2 separate regions of the Hordeum vulgare genome follow, and region 1 is linked to region 2. A link is a contact called in public Hi-C data. All regions are on one chromosome and are shown on one strand. The core of a region is the stretch at or near the end of the contact, and the rest is flanking DNA. Distances in the headings are between cores, read along the strand shown.

Region 1 (3,749 bases), core at 327-2,826, 200 kb before region 2:
TTTCCTGCAATTCCAAACCAAATTATAACAATGCAAAAGAGACAAATTTCTATGACACGGTTTAGCATGAGTCAAATTCACACGAACTACAATTCAAGTGGTTTTAAGTTTGTTTTCTTCATCCAGAAACCAAGCTAACTGAAATAACAAAGGTTCAGGTGCTATAGCCAACAAAAGAAACCAATAATTCCTGCAAGAAATAACAATAATGCGCTACATCTAATGAGTCAGTGACCAGATGCTTACTGTCACGTTATATTTGAAGTAGAGATCAAGGGCAGTGCTGAAGTACTGTAATTCTTCCCGAACAGCAGGGGCCGAGCATGTTCCATGCTTCTCTGTAAAAAAATTAAAAACGACGGAAACTTAGCAATGGAAATGAGACAATGTTTGTGCAGATGGATCAAAACTAGTAACTCTCCCTTATAACAATATTTCAGTTCATTAAGTCGAGTGGATTGAAGAACATTACCCCACTAAAGACAATCCACGAATGATCAATCAAGCAGGGACAATGCCATTATGCAAAACAACAGGTAAGGGAACAGCACAAAAGGTTAGTAACAATTCCAATCGATGAATAATTTTTAGAGTCGAATCCATCAGTTGTGACACTATACCTCATGAGCCCAGAAGGGGCCCCTACCACTGAAACAAGTGGAAGAGGACGAACAGTAGAGGGACGGCCAGTACTTGTCCAGCGTGGGCTTCAGAGGCGTTATCTACACCAAATCAACCAAGACACGGCAGAACCATGCATCATTAATAGAATCTGAAAACGGAGTGAGTGCAAGTCGATCTTCGTGTATCGGTAACGAATGGAATCGAACTTGTGCATGATTAAATGAAGCTAGAGCGGCCGCGTATCAGTGTAAGCAAGGTCCCTGCGGCTAGCACCTTGTCCATGTCGAAACTGGTGCGGCGGCAGCACGACGGCCAAGTCCCGTCATCGTAGTCCGGCCACAGCCCGTCTGTTCCATGAGCGAAAATCCAACCACGCCAGTGAGGAACTCACATCCATCGACCAGGAACCGATAAAGCACAAAATTGAGCAGGATGGGCGCCGTGCACTTACGGATCGTGAACGTGTGGAGCGGCTCCTTCCTGCAGCGGTGAAACAAAGCAAAGCAGATTACGCGAGCACGGGTCAAGTCAAATCTCCGGAGCGCCAGAAACCCCCACCCGAGCCGAACTCGAACGGGACCGCGCGCGGGGGTCGATGGGGCGGTGGCGGTGGAGGGAGGGAACGAGGGGGAGGGAGGGCGGAGCAGTAGCACGTACCGGCAGCAGCCGTTGACGGCGCAGCAGTGGCGGGTGGAGGAGCAGATGGTGCCCGGCCACTGCAGCGCCAGCGCGAAGTAGTCGAACTCGCGCTGCTCCTTCCCGACGGCGGCCGGGGCGAAGGACGCCCGGGCGAGGCCCGTGCCGAACAGTCCGGCGGCGACCAGCGCCCAGGCCGCCAGCAGGCACGTCGTCGTCGCCATTGCCTCTCCGCCCGCCGCGGTGTCTCCTTCTCCCCCTTTCCCTCTGGCTGCTGGGTGGGTCGTGGTTTCAGAACCGAGCGTAGTACATACACAGAGTACAATCAAGACGCCATCGGGTGCTTTAATAATGGGCGCGGTTGGGGAAGGAGATGGTGTCGCTGGCAAGTGGGGCCAGCGCCGTCCCAGCAGGTAGGAGTACCTCTCCGTCTATTCTCTGTTCTGCTTTCGTCATTCAAGATATAGTCAGTTTTCTAGGGGATAAAATCCGTTTTCTACTAGTAGCTCTGCCGTTCAAAAATCTGAAGTACACCTAAGCTAAATAATCGATAGGGTCGATCTATAGATATATTCTGAAAGGTGGCTGCTACAAATCAGTCGATTGATTTGGCGCAGAAATAAGTCACCTTTTCCACCGTCAGATCTAATCGTCGCGAACCGTCTGGTCATTCTTGGCACTGAAGCGCCCCGCTTCGTCCTCCTCTTTTCCTCCGTAGCACACCGATGCCTTCTCAGTTCCCACACATGCCTCGCGCGGTGCACACCACCACACCCAGCAAGAGCTTGCAGCACGCCACCACCCAGCCAGCAAATCTCGACGGCCGCTTGCAGCCCAGCTTGCAGCAGTGTGAATGCACTGATGACCCTTAACATTGAAGCGTCATCGCCTGTTACCAGGACGACACCCATTCCGTCAAGGCTCCAATGCAAAATGTGTCCAATCCAACACCATGAGGCCGAGGCAATGCTCCATTACAACACCGCGCGTCCCCGGCGGCCCGACGATGCCCATGACAGCAATAGCCAATGGGACTCGGCGATGCTCCATCGCAGCAAGGGAGCTGCCCCATTTGCAGCACTAATGCTCCGGCGGTGTTTCACTGCTGCGCTGACAGCCCCCTGGCAATGCTCCATCGCAGCATCCGTGGTCCCCTCGGTGATGCTCCATGACAGCAACAGAGGCCCAACGAAGCTTCACCGCAGCGCGACGATGCCATCACCGTAAAGGAAGTGATGCATAACCCCGACGAGCCCCTGATTGCACCATCCGACACTCGCTTGAACCACGAGCATCTTCGACGACCCTGCATGATCCCCATCATAACATAGTTGCCACATAGTTGACACTTAGCTCGCCTTGCGCCTACACCAACAACGACTGTTGTGAGCCTGCGTAGGTGTGGCTGCAACCCTAGCGCCAACCTGCATCAGCGAACCATCGTGGAGGACGAGCCGTTGGAGCTGAGAGAAAGCCATAGGGATCGGGATGCAAGAGTAAAGGTAGGAGACGAAGCGGGGGCAAGGGAAAGACATGTGGTTGTGATTATTCTTACGATATAAGGGAAGGGAATTAGTAAAAACACTTTGTGAGCGTGATGCGGACGCGTGTCAAGCAACACATATGGCTTACGTCTCGAGTAAATCAGTCGGATGTTTTTAAACAGTTTCCATCTTGAAATGTGCTTCGGGAAACTTGTGAAATGCACGTTATTCTATTTATTCATCAACGTTAAGGATCACAGTGTATCAAATCAAATAACAATTTTTGTCCAGCAATAATATACTCCCTCCCTTCCTAAATATAAGTCTTTCTAAATGTTTCCCTAAGAGACTACATACATATGTATATAGACATATTTTAGAGTGTAGATTTATTTATTTTACTCTGTATGTAGTCATCTAATATTTTTTTTAAAAATACTTATATTTAGAAACGGAGGGAGTAATATCTTATATTGTCTTATTTTTATTTAAATAAATTAAATGATTTTTTACTACCGACCAACCGTTACAGAGGCTTTTTCCTCGTTCAATACATAATGACCGAGGCCAACTTTGGTTGGTTAATCCGATTAGTTCATCGATGGTCAGAATGTATGATGGTTTTAATGATGATCTTGCATGTATTTCATGTTTATCTCATTGGGGATTTAAAAAATGAATTAACTTGGGTCACAAGTGGGGCTTTTGCTGTTTTGATGCATCATCGTTCCAAATTAATGCCTAATAAAAAAGAAATTTGGATATAGTTTTCCTTGTGACGGCCCAGGGTGCGGCGGTACTTGTGATATTTATGCTTTGGACCCATTTTTTGGTAGTTTTCTTGATGTTAGATACAAGAGGAGCAAGCATATCACTGAGAATAGCAAGCTGAAATTAGAGATGCTATCACAATATTCAATGAAATCGTTGCATCGGAATAAGATAGACCCGCTTCGTTGTTGTATTCAGTATGTTAGCTAGGAGCCAGAACTCACTATGCCATAG
Region 2 (3,629 bases), core at 617-3,116:
ATGGTCTAAAACAAGCCCCTAGAGCTTGGTACAAATGCCTAACGAAGTTTCTCATTGAAAAACGTTTTGAGATTGGAAAAATTGATGCAACCTTATTCACTAGAAGAGTTAATGGAGAACTATTTGTTTGCCAAGTATACATGGATGATATTATCTTTGATTCTACTAACCCACATTTTAGTGAAATCTTTGGAAAGCTAATGTGAGAGAAGTATGAGATGTTCGTGATGAGTGAACTGAAGTTCTTCCTTGGATTGCAAATCAAGCAATCGTGAGAAGGTACATTTATCTCTCAAACCAAGCACACCAATGACTTAATTAGAAAGTTCAACATACAAGAATGCAAAGGTAGGAGAACCCCCATGTCATGGGTAAAGAGTACACCATCTGCAGAGTCAAAACCGTTCGAGTAGTCGTGTCCATGGTCAAGGACGGCTCGTTGACACGTCTAGTGTTGGTCTTAGAGTCGGTCTCTGGAGCACATGTTTGGTTTTATAAATAATGGTTATGAACGCCTGACGGTGGTGTGGAAATTAACTTGATGGTAACGTGGTTATTCGGAATATCCTGAAGGTTGGTTGTACCACCCGGATAATCCTTTATTATTTATACCCTTTTGTGGTGTCGCTAAGACGTCCGACTGTGGCTTGTTATTTATTTATGCCCTCTCTGAGGTGTCGCTAAGACGCCCAACTGCGGCTTGTTATGTATTTATGCCCTCTTTGTGGTGTCGCTAAGATGTCCGATTGCGGCTTGTTTTATTTTAAGCCCTTTATGCGGTGTTGCTTAGACGCCCGATGGTGATTATTTAGTTTACTTGCTAACCTTTGGAGGCGTCACTTCAGATACACGATTGGTGCATTTTATTTTCTGTTTGGATATTTCGGGAGAATTACCGCCCGACTTATCTGCTCTAACTTAACTGCCATTAATATCCTTATTATGATAACCATGACATGTAACCATGCATAATAATATTGATGCATGCACCTCATCTTTTATGCAAACTGTTTGCGAGTACTTTTTGAAGTACTCACTCGCTTGTTGATGTGGCCATATATGGATGAAGAAGACCTCATGGATGAAGAGTTCGATAGCGAGTCCGACGCCTAGAGGAGTCCTAGTCGGTCTTGCGATCATGGAGTCCGCCGCTGTACTATTTCACCGCTTCCGCCACGAATAAATCGTCAAGCCTGACTCTAACGCTTGGCGCGTAGTAGTACTTGCCAGGTCACTTCACTCTGATGTGACGTGTCCACTTTATTATAAGCAGTAGAGTTATCACATGATCACTATAACATATCCATCCTTGTGAGACTATGGACATGTTGTAATAATTTATGGAGGGACCTCCGGTCTACTATGTTTAATATTAAGTACTTATGGTTTCTGTATCAAGATGAATCTATCAGTGAAAAATATTTTTCTAAACTGGTGTCATTCATAATTGATTTCCAATAAGATATTTTATTTGGAAACCGGTCCTCACAGCCGACCCGTGGATCGATACAAAAACGTGTTGGATGACCAAATACATGTGGATTAAGCGGTTTGGATGTATGTCAAAATTTAAGGATCAGCATTGAAGATGCTTAAGGCTCTGCTTAAAATACAAATGTAAACTAAATACCCCGTATTGAAATACAACCATCCCAAGCCCGGCCTAAAGGTACATGCGCTAAGTGCTAACACAAGCTCGAAATAGTGTTATAGTTTCTCAAAATGGAGAACAGTGTTCCAGTACTGCTTCCAGGTTGACTGGACACGTATGGAGTTGGTGGGTCGGAGGTGGAAGCCAGATCCAAACCGATCAGCCAATCCTAATGACACGGACGGATCGGCCCGGCCCGACCCGACGGCAGAGGCCTCCTCTTCACGCGTACCGTGACGCCGTTGACAGAGAGCCACCCAGAGACATCAGAGCGACAGCGGCCGCTCTCTCGCTCGCCGGGCGCACCCACCCTCCCCCTATATCTACGCGACTCGACTCGGCTGGACTCGAGCCTCCATCAGCCGACTCCCCCCAAATTCTCGCCCGCCCACGACCCACGCTCGCGGCGCGCCGGATCGAGATCACCTCAAGCTCAGCACCAGGCCTGCTCCGCTCTCCCCCTCGCCGGGAATGGGGAGCACGGCGGGCGAGGTGACCCGCGCCGACTTCCCCGAGGGCTTCGTCTTCGGCGTCGCCACCTCCGCCTACCAGGTCCGTTCAGGCTGCCACTCGGCACTAATACTAGTGCTAGCAGCTACGGAGTAGTAGAGTACAGTACTACCCTGTCTAGCTAGGTTGGTGAATGGTGGCGGTGGCCGGTGGGTCGCCGATTGCTGATTCCTGCTTCCACGCTGTGACAACGCGTCGCCCTCGTCCGGTAGCCCACGCCAACGACGCCCTGTACTTTCACTTGGTTGCGCTCGCTTCCTGCTGTTGGCGACTTGTCTTTGAAAAAATAAGCAGGACAGTGACTGACCAACAGCCACACCGCTTTTACCAAAAAAATAGATGTATAGCAAATTTATGCGGCTCCTAAATCTGATTTTTATGCGGTTCAACCAAACGCCCTCCCCTCTAGCAAATCCATCTCATCTCGATCAAAAAAGGGAGGTGGCCAAGTGGGAAGTGATCGACAAATTAAATTCTTTGGCTGCAGACATACAGAGGCAATACATGGACAGACTTAATACTGATACTTAGGGAAATTTATCTAAGGATTTTTTATTTTTTGGGGAGAAGGAGGTTAAAACCCCCGGCCTCTACATCAATCGATGCATACAGTCATCTTTATTAAAATTTATCTATGGAATGGAGAATCGGAAAGTAGTTGTGAATGTACAAAGTAGTCAGAACTCAGAAGTAGAGCACTATTTGTAGATGGAGGCGGTATATATTTAATTGGAGAGGAAGGAATATACACGGGAAAGAAAGGTTGACAGGAAATGATCTCCACCCCCCCCCCCCCCCCCCCCCTGCTGGCAGAGAAACTTAATTGAATTGAGAAAGGAGATATGGATAGGGGATTTTCCATCCATATGTTGCCGTAAATGTTCTCCGCTTTTATTTTTTCTCAGACATGTGTCGAAACACACACCATTTTGTATTAGAAGAAACGACAAAAAATGCGTTAAGAGTACAGCCCGCCAAAAGGCGAAGCAAAACATAATAAAACAGAGCAGCAAATTTTGAGGGAAACCAAAATAACAGAGCAAATCAAAAGCAAAAAACGTGAACAGAAAGAACTACACAGGAAAGCTAAGAAACAGATGTTTTCCACTTTAAAGAGGAAAGAGATAATCATCATACTGTTAGAATTTTGTGTGGAAGGTTTAGTCAGTTAGATGAAAAAAATTAGGTTTCACCAGTTTTCTCTCCTTGGTTCCAAGTAAAAGAAACAAAAGGAGGTTTTCTGTGATCTATGAATCTATCCTCCTTCCTTCTGTCTAAAACTAGATGTATCATAACCATGAAGTAATCTTCTTGTTTTTTCCCCTCTACTATCTAGATCGAGGGGGGGAGAAATGAAGGTGGCAAAGGCGATAGCATATGGGATGTATTTACAGATAACAAAGGTTTGTCTCATCTGCATTCTACTTTAGTTTTTTCAAATATATCAACTTAACTTAGATTTGACATC

What was found. Hi-C and Micro-C count contacts between places; a contact is called where the count stands out from the background.
Region 1: a contact with region 2 is called in a Hi-C map of leaf, with 2.4 times the contacts expected there. The contact joins the promoter of LOC123445064 here to the promoter of LOC123445060 in region 2. A contact is called at or near these places in 3 of 6 Hi-C or Micro-C datasets (leaf and seedling) and 1 of 1 datasets of contacts at active chromatin or transcription factors (embryo).

Annotation. Positions count from the first base shown.
Region 1 is chr3H:560,035,684-560,039,432 of MorexV3_pseudomolecules_assembly, reverse strand. LOC123445064 (ribonuclease 2-like) reads right to left here and starts at 1,576. Exons shown (of 9, transcript XM_045121990.1): 1 at 1,282-1,576; 2 at 1,076-1,104; 3 at 898-971; 4 at 621-722; 5 at 473-476; 6 at 247-338; 7 at 1-4. The coding sequence starts at 1,484.
Region 2 is chr3H:559,835,111-559,838,739 of MorexV3_pseudomolecules_assembly, reverse strand. LOC123445060 (beta-glucosidase 4) reads left to right here and starts at 1,866. Exons shown (of 15, transcript XM_045121985.1): 1 at 1,866-2,203; 2 at 3,498-3,564. The coding sequence starts at 2,123.